Regions from separate parts of the Drosophila melanogaster genome. Here region 1 is linked to region 2. A link is a contact called in public Hi-C data. All regions are on one chromosome and are shown on one strand. The core of a region is the stretch at or near the end of the contact, and the rest is flanking DNA. Distances in the headings are between cores, read along the strand shown. Region 1 holds the start of lncRNA:CR44997 (long non-coding RNA:CR44997). Region 2 holds the start of S6kII (Ribosomal protein S6 kinase II).

Region 1 (3,055 bases), core at 216-2,715, 130 kb after region 2:
ATTTTCTACCATATAAAGTATATATATTTTTGATCAGGATTAACAACAGTCCGTCTGTCCGTATGAACGTCTCGAATGCAGGAACTGTAGAAGATAGAATGTTGAACGCTTGCAGCTTCCTGAGACATAGCCGCAGCGTAGTTTGTTTCAAATTTTGCCACTCCCATTCTGACGCCCACAAACCGCCCAAAACTGCCACGCCCACACTATTGAACAATATTTTAATTTTTTCAAATATTATTCCGCGGGGTATTTGATAGTCAGAGAACTCGACTGTATCAAGCTCTCTTGGTTTTATCTTATGATTTCTTATAAGTTAGCCAACAGACAGTTTAAATAAAGGTGCAATAGGATTGTTATTTAACTTTATTGGAAGTTTAGTAAAATTATTTTGATTTGAAATAATAAATCATGGTCTTAAACTCTGCCATTACATATTGTTTCATTACTTGAACATAAGACATTTGAACATTTACTAACATAAAATTTGTAAATAACATACCAAATATTTATCAGATTGATACTTATGACTGCAATGGTGTATAAAAATGTTCTATTTTTCAACACACTATGTGTTATAAGTTTTGTCTACAACGAGAAAATAAATAATTGAAAATGCCAATGCTAGATATTTCCTGCCTTCATAAGCTTTTCTGAGTTCATTTATTTATATTGGCACCGCTTGCCGCCTCTTGCATTAACAATTTTGACACATTGAAGATCTCCCCGGATGGACCCACTGTGTCATCTGTTAGCAATAAATGCAAGCCGCAAGCTGAAAACAAACGGAAAAGTCTACTGAAATAAATTAATCGGTATTATTTGGTCCAGCAACTTTCACGCTTTTTGTCCCACTGTAAGTAAGCCCACTGTAATGGCTCATTCATTATTTATTGATCTTGTTTTGAAGTTATGCAGATTTCTGAAAAGTTAGTTAGTTACTCCCATATCTTGGGACCAAACAGCTATTGCCCAACCTTGAATTAGCATAAAGGAACTGATTTTAAAATGGAAAATAATTAACGTTCGCCAGAAATTTGCCTCATTAATCGGGATTTCTGATTATTCGCAGTGCAGCCGCAGCGTGAAAATAAATTGAACATCGAGACGATGCCATGCGAAGCGTCACTGACCTAACGCACACGTGAGCCAGCGGCGGCATCGGCGGCGTTAACAAAAATAGCACGACGTGGAAATGGGAAAGCGGCTGCCCCCGCTGCGGGAATTTTCCTAGCGGTGGCGGTAGTGTCAGTACAAGAACGAGGGGCACCCTTGACAACGACAACACCGCGTCGTCGAATGCCGTTGATATGTTGCGGCAACAAGCCGCTTCGTGGATGCTGCTGAGATGCTCGGCTGCAGTTCGTGGCCGCTCGTGCCGCCTCGCCTCGGGAAAGTCGGGAAAAAGCCGAGCGACGGGATGCAGTTGCCGGCAGCTGACGGCCAACGCCGAATTTCAGTCTTTGCGCGTTTTCCAACTGCTCCGGTCCAGCGGACAGGCGACGCTCGAATTTCGCACGTCAGACATTGTAGAGCTTTGGCGAGTGCTAAGAAGTGTATGTATGAGGAGCTATCGTTCACCAAACTCCACTCGAAAATCAAAAGTGAAATTATTCGAAAAATATATCATAAAAGTATCAGTTTCTGTGACGTCCCGCGAGTGTTGAATTATTTTTTGAGTGCTTTGTGCGGGTGTAGCGCACTGTTTTGGCTATATTTTGTTGGAGTTCAATGTGTGAGTGCAAATTCGGAAACAGAAAGTGCAGCCCTCAAAATACAACACACGTACCAGTTTTCTCGGGTGAGTCCCAATATATAAGATATACACCGTAACCCCAGAAGCGGAACCGCAGTAACCACAGCTCGAGGTTTTCGGGGAATTTTGTGAAAAAGAGGGCCAACTTTTTGCTGATGCACAGTTGTTATGACAGCGGCAAATTGATTGATTGACGACGAGCGGAGTGGGCGGGAAATGATGAAACAAATGCCCGAAAAGGGCGATTTTTTTAAATCACATATTTTCAATAGTCAGCACGTAAGAGAATCATTGATAAATAAATGCACTGAACTTCGCAACCTTCAATACGTTCAGCGAGCTGTACTTTCAAATTAATGAATCCTATTAAGTAATTGCCAGATTTGCGGGGTACAGCTTCCATAGCGCCAACACATGTGCCACTTTAACCCGTTGACTTTTTAAAGTCTAAAGAACTTAAACAATAATTTCCTAATCCTCCAAACTAAGTGCTCTTCTCTACACATGTATTGTCTCCCTCTATAAACCGAACCACCTAAAAGGCTACTAAATTATTTAAAATAAACAGAATTTTCCATTTAATAAAATGCGTACAATCAATTTATAATTAAAATATTTTTTTATAGTTCACAATAACAAACTTTACCCATTAAATTGAATTCGGACATTAAAGGCTTTAACAAAAACCGCAGCAAATATGTACATTTTTTGGGCTTAGTGTTGCAGTTTGCTGTGCCTAACTGATATTTCAAGAAAAATCTGTTTGTGTATGGAAAATATGTGATACCTTTTTTTCTCTTTCTTGTAAATAGAATGTATTTAATCATGAATTAATAACAGCGTTATTATACGTTGCATTTCATATATATTGCTAGTATTTATTTATTTGTGTAATCTTTGAGGGGATATTGTAGCTTTATTCGGCCAATAATTTATAAAACTGCATCGACTTAACAAAAATTTTGTATGCATATGATTGCAAGTGAATTATCGTAGTGCCCTTCATGCCATTTTTGGTGTAACTTTTTATAAAGCTTATACTGGACTTGGCATTTAAGGACATACAGTATATAACTTTGCAGTCTTTTTTTGCAAATTCTGTATTAAACGCGTTAATTATTTGGTTAAATTAAATTTGGATGTCTAACGAAACATATGTGCCGTTGAGATGCGTTATTTTGATATTAAATATTATTTAGAATGCTTGTCCTAAGTTAAGAAGTGTACGGATGTGTGTTGAACGACGCCTGGAAATTAATATCCTCCACGAATTTCGAGCTTCAAAATTCTTCTCCAGTG
Region 2 (2,992 bases), core at 382-2,881:
CAACGGGATGAGAATCGAAAACAGCAGGAGGACCAGGAGCAGGCGCGCCAGGATGCCCAAAGTCACATCTATTCGAGTCCTGTCTACGATGAGAAGCCGCCGGCGGTGAAACTCCTATCCGCCGCCCTAGACTTGGATGCCCAAAAATCCCAGGCAAACAATGATGACGATAATAAGCCCAATCTTATTTCGCACCAAGAGTTCAAACAACAGCTGCAGGAAGCTATTGCTTCGCGGCAACCAAACCAGGTAGGTCCTACAAAAAGTCAACCAAAATTAATCAATTTGTATCAGTTGAATCACCTAATAGGGCTAGAGAATCTTTAATTGTCCATTTCTGTACTGCCTTGCTCTCATTAATCCTCAGACAATCGAATATTGTACCAAACACATTTTTTCTTCTGTGCAGGTGAATGGCACTAAGAGTGGGGCCACCACTTTGGACTCCAGGATCAGTCGTAAACAGCGCTGTCCACCGGAATTTATTAAGTACAAGGAGGGCAGCGAGGGTGGAGGCAGTGGCTCATCGCTTTCCTCGAAAGATCGGCGCAAGCGCAAGGCGAGCAATGAATGCTGCTCGGCATTTCCACTGCAAATAGTGTTGGGCACTCTCCAGTTGCTCCTGGCCATATCGCTGGTGGCCCTGGGATCACTTCTGATCGTCCGAGAGGCAGCGCTCTCACTGGCGGGATGCGGCATCTGGACGGGATTGATAGCAGCCGTTACGGGCTCCCTTGGAGTGGTGAGCATGCGCAAAACCCAGACAGCGTTTTTGGCCCTCAGTTTGGTCTGCATCGCCAGCAGCACCCTGGCTCTGGCTATTTCCGGCGTGGGATTGTCAAGGGACCTCAACAGGATGGCGGAGCAAAAGGGTGAACAGGTAAAGCCGGGCTCTTCGCATTGAGGCATGTTTTTTTAATGGTTTCATCCATTCTAGTTCGACTTGATCGATACCAACAGCGAGGTTTCCGCTGCCTGCGGCCTAATTTTTGCCCTGTTTCTTCATTTTGTGGTCAGTATTGTATCCGTCTATCGTTGCGCCCTTCAGATTTGCACTAAGTAAGTAAGCTACTCCTACTACTCCTACTTTTATATATGAAAAGTGGTTGTTGTCCACTTTTGAAGCAATAATAATACTGAATCTATAAGCACAATGTTTTTTTTTTTATTGTTTTTAAAAGCGCTTGTACGATATCCATTAGTTTTTTACCAATTGAATTTGGAATGTTGCGGCTAATATAAGTAAGTAAGTCTGCAAAACCGTTGTATTTATTTAGCAAAGTTTCCGGAAATCAATATAAAAGGGATATAGAAATTTATAATAACGGTTTTTAGACGGTTTACACAAGATAACTTGTTTCGTGACGACGTTTTCGTAATGAATTGGTATTTTTCGCGTTTGGTATATTGCTAGACACGGTCACACGGGCCAAATCATTCTCAAATAAAACTATATTTATATGTTTTTTTTTTTTTAATTGAGTTATATAGACTTTTAAAACCGAAAGAATGTATTAAAAGTGTAAACAAAAATTTGCTGAATACGCACAGTAAAAACATCGGCTGCAAAAAGTAAATCGATGTTTTCGGAAAACTGAAACTATCGATGTAATCGATGGTAACATCGATTTTTTTGCAGCTCTAAAAAAACTTTATTGTGAATGTGTAAATAATAGTGATAAGAAGCAACACAGCTGTGCGGATTGCGAAGCGGATAGTAAAGCAGACGGCGTACGAAACGTGGGCGCATTAGGAAAGCGCTGCTTGTTGGCCGTAGGAGCAGCAGGGAAACCAGAGAAATCCGGAGAGGCAACAGCGCAGTCGACTGCGACGCCCACGCAGCGGAAGTAATAAAAAAGAAAAGTGAAATCGGAAGTAGGGAGAGTTCGGTGGAGGAGGAGCAGCAGGAGGAGTTGGAAACGCAGGGGGAACTCGGGCTCTAGCATTGTGCATCAGGATCTGGAAACAAAGGAACCGCTAGGAGCAGTTGCCTCACAACGCTAGCAGCCACCGAAGTCATGCCGCTGGCCGATTCGCAAAAGGATCTCCGCCAGCAGCCTCAGCAGCAGCAGCAGCAGCAGCATGTGTCCTCCACCAGCAGCAGCAACAATGCGGAGCAGCAATGCAGCAGCAGCGGATTGGGTCTGCAGCTGCGCCAGCGCATGCAAATTACCTCGTCCGGCTGCAGCAGCCTGGCGGTCACGCCCATGGAGCACACGCCCACCGAGGACGATGAGAGTGGCGGAGGCAACAGCGGTGTCACTTCCTCGGTGACCACTGTGACATCATCGCAACGCCGCCAGCAGCTGCAACAGGTGCAACAGCAATCTGCTCTGCAAGCGGCCCTCGAGCAGCATCACATCTCACCAACAGCAGACTTGGATTCCGCTAGGAAAAGGCCGACGCATCGAACCTTGTGCCCGCCGCCAGAACTTATGGAGCTGAGTGATTCCGAGTCCCAGGGAGGCGTGGAAACTGGCGGTAGGAGAGAAGGGGCTACTGGGCGAAGTGCACCTGATTTAGAAGACACCGAGCCCCTATATGAAACAGAAAACGAATTCGAGCTTAAGGAAGTCATCAAGGAGGGTCACGACAAGGCCGATCCTTCCCAGTTCGAGCTCCTACGGGTTCTGGGCGAAGGTAGCTTTGGAAAGGTGTTTCTAGTGCGAAAGATCATAGGCAAAGATGCAGGAACACTCTATGCCATGAAGGTGCTCAAAAAGGCCACCCTAAAAGTAAAAGATCGCGTAAGGAGCACAAATGAACGAAAAATACTAGCGGACGTGGGTCATGCTTTCATCGTACGTCTTCACTATGCCTTCCAAACTCCCGGAAAACTCTACTTGATACTGGATTTTCTTCGTGGCGGTGATCTGTTTACCCGTCTATCCAAAGAAGTAATGTTTACGGAAGAAGATGTCAAGTTCTATTTAGCGGAACTGGCGCTAGCTATGAATCACCTACACACATTGGGCATTATCTACAGGGATCT

Evidence for each region. Hi-C and Micro-C count contacts between places; a contact is called where the count stands out from the background.
Region 1: a Hi-C map of the Kc167 cell line shows a contact between it and region 2, with 2.6 times the contacts expected there. The contact joins the promoter of lncRNA:CR44997 here to the promoter of S6kII in region 2. A contact is called at or near these places in 3 of 107 Hi-C or Micro-C datasets (the Kc167 cell line, the ML-DmBG3-c2 cell line and testis).

The regions. Positions count from the first base shown.
Region 1 is chrX:22,655,859-22,658,913 of dm6, forward strand. It overlaps lncRNA:CR44997 (long non-coding RNA:CR44997), which reads left to right and starts at 1,466. Exons shown (of 4, transcript NR_123990.1): 1 at 1,466-1,801.
Region 2 is chrX:22,528,333-22,531,324 of dm6, forward strand. S6kII (Ribosomal protein S6 kinase II) reads left to right here and starts at 1,632. Exons shown (of 2, transcript NM_001272850.1): 1 at 1,632-2,992. The coding sequence starts at 2,019. It overlaps CG17600, which reads left to right. Exons shown (of 7, transcript NM_134625.3): 2 at 1-249; 3 at 410-880; 4 at 938-1,059.